2 separate regions of the Mus musculus genome follow, and region 1 is linked to region 2. The links are chromatin contacts, called in public HiChIP or PLAC-seq maps. All regions are on one chromosome and are shown on one strand. Each heading gives the region's core, a stretch centred on a gene start, on an enhancer-like site or on the middle of the called end of the contact. The rest is flanking DNA. Distances are from core to core; before and after follow the strand shown. Region 1 has its middle 46 kb from the start of Gm31590. Region 2 holds the start of BC052040 (cDNA sequence BC052040).

The links. HiChIP or PLAC-seq counts read pairs in DNA pulled down with a chosen protein or histone mark.
Region 1: a contact with region 2 is called in an H3K4me3 HiChIP or PLAC-seq map of forebrain, with 2.8 times the contacts expected there. The contact joins the enhancer-like site here to the promoter of BC052040 in region 2. A contact is called at or near these places in 5 of 39 promoter capture datasets (the 3T3-L1 cell line, cranial neural crest, frontonasal cranial neural crest and 2 more), 1 of 15 datasets of contacts at CTCF or cohesin (the NIH/3T3 cell line), 21 of 484 Hi-C or Micro-C datasets (LSK cells, Th1 cells, Th2 cells and 8 more), 20 of 115 datasets of contacts at active chromatin or transcription factors (acute myeloid leukemia, astrocytes, bone marrow-derived macrophages and 10 more) and 3 of 9 other capture datasets (adipose tissue, embryonic stem cells and liver).

What each region holds. Positions count from the first base shown.
Region 1 is chr2:115,851,178-115,855,663 of GRCm38.p6, reverse strand. No RefSeq gene overlaps it. Among named protein-coding and RNA genes, the nearest start is that of Gm31590, 46 kb to the right of the region's middle. Within about 2 kb of position 2,818, at least 41 of the 459 cell types and tissues checked have an H3K27ac peak or open chromatin away from gene starts, as enhancers often do. A contact at or near this core is called in astrocytes, cerebral cortex, embryonic basal ganglia and 2 more, where this site is marked.
Region 2 is chr2:115,578,978-115,583,305 of GRCm38.p6, reverse strand. BC052040 (cDNA sequence BC052040) reads right to left here and starts at 1,590. Exons shown (of 11, transcript NM_207264.4): 1 at 1,321-1,590. The coding sequence starts at 1,421.

The DNA.
Region 1 (4,486 bases), core at 1,569-4,068, 270 kb before region 2:
CCCTTGCAGATTTAACTTCCAAAGATATATTTTAATGGACAACCCTGAAGGCTTTTTATTATTATTGCTATTAAAAAATAGATATCTGATGAGGGGCAACAAGAAATGCCAAATAATATTTCTTGTACTTGTAAAAGCAAACTCCGGGGGGGGGGATTTCACAGGTTTATAAAAGTCTACAGGAATCGCTTTTGGAATTTAAGCAGTTCTCAATTTGAGGTAATTCCTTTTGCACACATCTTTGGGATCCCAGAGCATTCAAAATGTGTGTGTGTGTGTGTGTGTGTGTGTGTGTGTGTGTGTGTGTGTGTGTCTGTCTGTCTGTCTGTCTGTCTTAGTTGTCACAGTATCCATACACAAACAGGTCTTTTCCATGCCTGTGTTTTTCTTCCCTGACCCTGTTTTCTTGCTTTTGCTGAACGCGGACAGAGCGGCTGAAGCGCACCCCAATATCCTGCCGCCTCCGGAGTGTAAGCACTTCATCTCTCTGCACCGCAAGGTGCGCCGTTTGGTTTCAGAGAGTTGGGGTTTGGTGCACAGCGGCGTACTTCTAGCGTCCAGATTACTCTCTCCTGGGATTTCTGCACAGGGTAGAAGGCGCAAGCAAGCAGGTAACGCGACCCATCTCCATCGCCTCTGCCTCTGGGAGAAGACGCTGACAAAGCAGCCGTGTCAGAAGGGTCTCCCCGCCGCAGTTGGACCCCCCACATCAGACATGGCAATCTACCACGCGGAACGACTTTGGCTTCTCAGGGAGTTTTTGGTTTTTATTTTAAAGAATCAGATTGCGGGTTTTTCTGAGAGCAATTCTGAGGAACGAGGCTCTGGGGAAGGAAAGAACGGTGCATTTGGAAAAGGTGTGTCTTTCCTCCCCAGTGCTTCTAATTCTTGGATTGCGCAATCCATTCTCTACCCTGGCTCTTCTGCAGATTCCACTTTCACATCTCAGATCCCCACCCTCGTTTGTGGATGTTGGAGGTCTGGGTCAGGCACCCTGGGACCCCACAGAAAGGGGCGCTTCTAGGAAAAGGCAGTGGTGGGAGTTAACCCAGATCTTTTGGGCAGAATAGGGATGGCTAAGTGCAGCTGAGCTTGAAATATTGTTAGGGACTATTGTAATAACTGAGATAGATTTAAATATGCACCAGCAAGCAAGCTGTTATGCCGAGAAGGAATCTGTTTTGAAGTTCATTGCATTACTTTAAAAGTACATTCTTCTCTGAGGAAGTCTGCCACTGCGGTTGACTTTTTTGAAAGGTCCCCTTTAAGCTCAGTAAAGTGTAAGAGAAGTTACTGCACAACACATGGACCGCCTTAAATATATGTGTACATAGGTATTTGCGTGCCCAGGGAATGCATAGCTGTCCGTGCAACTATATAAACACAATAAAACAAACACAAGGGAGTGGACCCCGCTGCAGCTGAACTCAGAACAAGAAGCAGTCAGCACTATACTCTCACACTCACGAGGGAGGAAGGGTAGAAATCCCACTGTGTTTGGTTACAAACAGCTTAATAAAATTGGGAGGCATTGACAGTCTGGTCAGTGTTCTAAATAAATTGACACGAAGGTCCTCCAGAAGAGACAGAAAATACCTCACCATCAATCTTAAGCCACTTGCCGATTATGATTGCAAGAAAGAGATCACCGAGACTTAGCTTCTCAAATGGCTTGTTAACAGCCCCATGCCTATGTTTTGGCAACAAAATTAACTCTCCAGGAGGAAATAAAATTTTAAAATTTGTTTTGTTTTGCTTTAAAGGCAAAGAAAAATCATCCAAGGAACTTGCTTTTAACACCCTGGATTTGTTGCTGGTCAGAGACTGCTCTTCCCTTCTAGTTTGCTCAGTTGGGCCGACAAAAGAAACGGGATCAACTGATACCTCCATGGGATAAAAGAAAACACTAATATCAGCCTTTAGTTTTCCCTCTTGCTTAGAAGAACTTTATTTTTAATGTCCAGCGTTTTTGTGGTTGAAAGTTGTGCAGATGTAAAAGATGTTAGTTACCTTGTCCACAGCTATCAGGCGACTGGTGTCACTTGAATTTTGCAAGCTTTTTGTATCCATTTGAGTTCGTGAGAAAGAGAATTAGATACCAATATTGTGCACTTTCAAGTAGGTACCCTCCACCCCATCCCTCTCTCAACAGCACCCAAGCCTGCATCTGAATCCTGATGCCCTAATAACCACACTTTACAGAAAAAGGTGGTTAAGCTTTCCATCACTGGGCAGTCTGACAAAGATGCAGCCTCTCTTTGCCCCTAGAGTCCCAAGAAAGAGTGTCTCCACATACGCAAATATTTTTTTTCTATGTTTTCCTTAGAAACTTGAATTGGGTGAACATTTCGGAGGGGTCCTGAATAATTAACATTTCAAAAGGCAAAATGCTGAACAAAGAGAGACAGGTACCAACAACAAAAATATAAAATGAACCGTGCTTTAAAAAAAAAAAATCAACTGTACAGTTACAGATGCCACATCTCAACCTCTCTCACCGAGTGACCCGCTCTCCTAGCACTGAAGCCCTCTCTCCACCAGAGATTCAGGAAAACTGGGGTGTCTGGGGAGAGAGAAAGGGATGGGACCTCCTGGCAGCCTACTCTTCCCACCTGTTCCCTCCGCCCCAAGCTAGATAGAAGTGGCGCCCAGACTCCAAGTGACACTCATCAGGGTGTGTCGCCAAACCAAAGTGGAAACCCAAGTAAGTCCCCGAAGGCCCAGCAGTCTGCCAAAGGGACAAGACCTTAGGGTCGGAGGCACACGCCACCGCCCGTCTGACTGCCTGGCGGGCTGCCTGCGCTTGGGTGGACAAAAGGCTCACTGGCTACTCTAGTGTCGCAGCTGTTCTGTGTCATTCGATGGAGAGAGCAGGCGCTGCAGTGGTGGTGCGCGCGCGCGCGTGCACGGCACACACGTGCACTTGTGTCTGTATCCAGACTCAGGCACTCAACTGTCTAAGTTCCTGGCTCTACTCAGGCCCCTCAGCAGATCCCACCGCATCCCTATGCTACCTGTGTCCCCGGAGCCACGCCCAGACAGGTGTGCCCACCGTGAACCGCAAAGCCTCAGGGTAAAGACTCATGCGAGGAGAGTCAAGAGGCCATAGGCTAGGCGGGGGTCAAGAAGAATGATGGAGTTCTTCAGCTGGAATATCCCAACATTCCAGCTACTGTCACCACACTCAATCTTTCCAGCCCAGACCTGCCGGGTCCAAGAGATTGATTCTGGCAAAAAAAAAAAAAAAAAAAAAAAAAGAAAGAAAGAAAGAAAAACCTGGCTCAGGGAAACCCCGGGGGTGGCCACTGACGCCTGAGACTGAACAGGCTTGGCTTAGGTTCGAAAAACACAGTTTTAATTTTCTTAATGAAGGCGCGCTCTAGAGCTCAGCTGGTAATGGCTGTGCCGAATTTAATAGACTTCTGTCGAACAGCAGAAGACGGATAACTATCGGTTCTAAGTAATCTGCTCTAATGCAATTATTTTTTCCAGGTTCGAAAGTCATTCTGTGGAGAGGGCAGGAGTGAATTAAGCCCCCAGGGGACCTTGGACACAAGGTCCCCCGGGGGCACAAGAGACTGCCTGAAACTGGACCTGAACCTCTTGGGAGAGCTATTTGGGCTTGAGGGTGGAGTCCAGGGCTTCACTGACCTTGGTATCCTCACACCACCCCGTCTCTGCTCACCCACCCATCATTCTTCCTCCACTATTGGTCCCTCTCCCTTCCTCCATCTCTCTCTTCTTTCTCCTCACCTCCTCCAGAAGGCATGTTTCTTTCCTCTCCTCTTTGACTCATCTTTGGGGCTGACCACCATTCCGAGTTTTTCTCTCGGAAGTGTACTCACTCACACAGAAGTAAACTATGGGACTGTCAGGAGTTGAAATGGAATTGTGTGTGATGTTTAGAATATTAGTGTAGCCGTGCACACAGCTAATATATATTTCTAGCCAAAGAGGGAACCAATCCAATCCACATCGACATATAAAAGCTAGCCTCCTTAGAAGATTTTACACAAATTATCATTCCAGGAAATTTTTATTTGGAATTACCCAAGCTCTCCTCAACTATCTACTTCACTTGGCCTGAAACACAAACCTCAGGAAATAGTGATTTAAAGATGTAAAAACTAACAGGAGTCATAATTTTCCTTTGCACGTAAACCAAGCCAAACCAAGTCAAGGAAGTCACTGTGCCCAGAGGAAGCCTAAAGCTTCTGACATGGGCACTTGACCATCAGCCCAGCTACAGGACAAAGGAGGTGTCCATTCCAGAACCCCAGAATATCACCACCCACCCCCAGTGTGCGAAAACCCTGGTTTCATTGAAATGCCCACTCCTTGTTACTGTTTAGTCCTGTGGGAGCTATCTCCTTCCCCCACCCCTGCCCTGTTCTTTTTCCCTTCTGTTTGAGGTACAAGCACAAAGTTCTGTAACCATCATCTCCTCTTTTTCGCCCCAACCCTACCCTTTTCTCCCATCCTTGTC
Region 2 (4,328 bases), core at 341-2,840:
AAATAGTAATATGTGTCCATAATGATAGCAATGTATCAAAAAAGCTCCAAAACTCCCTAGCAATGTATACACATATAAAACATTCCATATACTATATAACATACATGTGATAATATACCTACATCTTATACCTTTTCCCCCTGGATGGTCAGTCACCACTCATTTTAGAAAGGATGCAAAAAAAACTAGTGATAATAATTAAATTCCAACTTGTCAACTCTGCTCTTGAACAGGAACTATGATAAATCCCCTAGCTACAAAGTCCTTAAGTATGGACAATATTGGAAGGAGAGCCTTTCTCTTTAGAGTCTAGGAAAATTAGTCTACCAAATATGAGGTCATGAAAGATATGCTTCAATTTGTATTGATACCTACTATCCAATAACTTGTCTTTCTCAATGAAATCTCTCTGGTGATGCATGGTCAAAGGCTATGTGTTATTGATAGGAAAGCTCTCCATTAGGAGTAACTATGCTCAATGTCATAATATGTTTTGAATAAAAAAATATACAAAATGTTCTGTATTATTTAACATATTAATTATGATGACCTAGTTGTTTTGAACAGGTATTCAAGTAATGAGTGGGTCTCAGTTTTTACATCTTATAAATGGAAAAAAATCTATGTTATATAATCTCTAAGAAACCTTTCCTAGCAGGTGGGAAAATCCTAAAATCCCACAACAAAGTGAAAAGTATGAAACCCATGGGGAATACGTATGCACACAATGAGAAACCTTCAGACCTTGAGATCCAAATGACCAGACTCAAGAGTGTGACCCCCTAATGTTCTCAACTCTATAAAGAATCTTTTCATTGCACAGCCAACAAGACAAGGCCCCCTTTGGGCCTGGGCCCTCTTGCTACCAGTGGCAATCCGAAAGGGTCCTGTTCACTCTAGATCTACCATCTCTAGGTGTCTGTGTCAAGTTGGCAGCACCCCAGTGCGATGAACCGCCAATTCACGTTTTTTTACGTTGCAAAGATCCCATTACCAATTATTTACTGCTAGTATCTGTGGATTAACCACTGGTCATCTATGAAGCACCTACTTAATATGTGTACACTCTCATACCCGCAATATGTATCAAGTAAAGATCTGCTGAGTTGGATTCAACTCCCAAGGCCTGGAGTGACTTCAGGAGCCTCAGCCATTAAATGTTTTGTATGGTAGGCAGGTGGAGGGAAGAGAGCATTCTCATGATCTTCGACCTAACTCTGTTCCTCCCATTTGTGTGTGACACGTGGCTTCTATGACTGCCAGGGTGGCGGGAACTGGGGTGCAGGTAAAATGCTGTGAGAATTGGAGATGGGGACTTACCTGGGGAACCTCTGCTTCAGCTTCCTCAGGCTCTGCCTAGTGGGCGGTACAGACACTAGGCACTGGGCTATCTCCTCGTACTGGGCTTTGGTTAGTATCATATTGGGCCCAAGGAAAAATCACCCTTGGGCTCGTGCGGGCTTGGTGCCTAGAACCTAGGGAAGGGCAGAGCGCGGTACGACCCTGGGCCCTCCACTTATTTAGCTATCCCTTATGCCCCCAAAGCACACCCCCCTAGCTGCACCGCGGGGCGGAGACACGCAGCGTCCCAGGCTTCACCTCCGCGGGAGAGGCGGGCTGTAGAACTATTTGCGCCAGCAGAGTGTACTGAGCAGCCGCAGTAAGCCGGGCCGAAGGCAACTAGCCGCCATCTTGGGTAAGGGCAAAGCAACCAGGAAGTGGCGGCTGCGTACCGAATTCTTTTTGCGTCTTTAGGGGCAGGTGTCCCCAGCAACACCTCCCTGAGATCGGAACCCAGACGCTCATTGAAGACACTCTGCCAGCTGCGAGAAACACAGACGGCCCGTTTCGGGTCACAGGGATGCTTTTCCAGCCTGGAGTTGGAAACCCGGAAGTGCTCTGGTGGAGCGCGGGATTTGAATGTGTTTTTTTCCGACACGCCCAGTTCTGCCGCTCTGAGCAGATGGCCTGCAAAGGAGCAAGGTGAGCGGAAGCTAAGCAGCGAACAGGATCTCTGCAAACCAGCGGTTTCGCCTGTGCTGGGAAAGTTCTTCAGCCTCTCCCGTGGAAGGCAATGCTGGTTTTGTTGAGAACTTAAATTCTGCATTAAATTCTCTGGTGGAAAGCAATGCTGGTTTTGTTGAGAACTTAAATTCTGCATCTTAAAACAACTGGCAGTAGAATGTCAATTCCACTCTCGCATACATAAAGAAGTAAATTCCTGGCCCCCACAATAGTGAGTGCCCAATAATGTGTAGAAATACGAACTTCTGAGTTAATATATTAGAGCATCTATATATTTGGTTTGGTTTGGTTTGGTTTTTTGAAACCTTTGTTTCTAAGGTGGGCGTATGATATGTGTTCTCTCCCATTTTGAGCAAAAGGAAGAAAATCTGCTTAGGTTTTAGCACGTTTAAACGGTTTACTGCTTTCATTTGGTGTAAAGTGTAAGTTGGAAGGTTGGCCTAGATAAGACCCCATTGGTAAATTCTTTAGTTCATCAAAGCCTCAATTACTTTACCTATAAAAATTTGTAATTCATGAGGCAGGTTTTAAGACTAAATAAGGTAGTATAGAGCCAAGTTATGGAGTCACCGTAGTTGTCAGTCAACAGATGAAAGAATAAACAAAATGTGGTTTAGAAACACAGTTTTAAAGATTAAAATAATGACTACATCTGGAAAAAGGACTCAAACCAATATCTTTTGCTTCCTCTCCCTTGTGGCTCTTCAGTTTTACATAGATCACAAGTACACACACATTTACATACATACACATATGTACAAGAAAGAACGCAGAGAAATACTGAGAAAGCAATAAGACTGGGGGAGTGTGTGGACATAAAAATGAAAGAATTTATATTTGTGAAATCAGCACTATGTCCAATGACCATCTGTCAATAAAAACAATAAGATAGTACAAGAGACATTTATTTAGCATAGCATTCAACAGACATTATTTACGTAACTTAGGTTATAAAGACTAAGTTCCTTAAGTAAACTAGGTAGGATGTTTACTAGATAGTGTTTTGTTGGTATTCTTGTAAGGACTCCCTTAATCCCAGTAACTTCCCCTGGCGCAGGTTCTATCCCCATTATTGCTCCGTCCTTCCTTTGTTCAGAGTGAACAAAGGCATAAAAGGTCAAGGAACTTCCCGGAGGTCATGAGAACAAGTCAATAGCCAGAGTGGGATTTAAGTGAAAATTGGTACGCTGTGTTGCTGCCTCTCAACAATGCGTAATCACTTCATCTCCTAGTCACTCTCCTAAACCCAAAGGGTCCATTTTTCTGTTTTTTTTTTTTTAAAGTAAATACTCTAATTAAAAAAAAAAAAATCACATACAAGGGGCTCTTTTTCCCCCTCTAGTTTTCACTATATTTTCTTGACAGTTTCCAAAGTTCAGGACCAACAGCGGTCCCTGAATTGAGCAAGCGCTGCGAGTTTCTAGATCTTTACCTCAGAAAGTTTCCTTCCCATATGCTTTACATCTAGATCTGGTTGTGTGACATTAGCGCATAACCGTTATTTATGGCAGCGGAGCCTGGAGTTGCCACCTGGTTAGTTTGTTGCTGACCCTGCCGTGACTTGTGCAGGAAAGCTGACTGACGAGAAGCAGACAGCACTTGGCTCCCAATCCCTCTCCCCTTCACAGCTTCGCTCCTTCCAGTTCACAGCCATCGGGGATTTTATAGAAAACATCAGTTCAAGGATGTTTGCGCTAGTTGTTTTTATAGCAACCCTCTTCTCCCTGGCTTTTGTCCTGCCCTCGCCCTCACAACCCTTACGGAAATGGCCAGGTTTCTTTTCTTGTTTTTATTTTGAACATGCTGGCAGCCTACTATTTTAACTCAAATCTGGTCGTTGTTTACAAAGTTAGTACTGGGAGAAGCAGAGTGTTCTGTGCTGCTTTCATCTGCAGTGACGTATTAGGTACAAAATAAGAGCTGGGCGGAGCTCTTCTGCTGTGACTTAATTGGTTTTTTTCCCCTCCTAACAGAAATGCTTGCACTTGGCTGAGCATGTACTTGAGGCCCCCTTTTTTTCTTCCTGCTCCTGCCCGCTTTGCGCTCATCCCTCATCACCCCCTTCCTGGATGGTTGAATGTTGAACATTTTAAAAGAGGGGTGCAGTGTGGATGTGAGGCATGTGCTCCTTTCAGTAAAGGCACTGATACAAAGGGTTAAAATTAAGAATGAGCAGAGTTAGGCGGCTGGGGAAATTATTCCCACTGTAGCAGAGTTCTAAGCAGAGTAAGGAGTTCGTGGCCTTGGAAAGACTCAGCCATATTTTCAAATAACCTACCAAATCGAGCGCAAGTTTTTAAAAC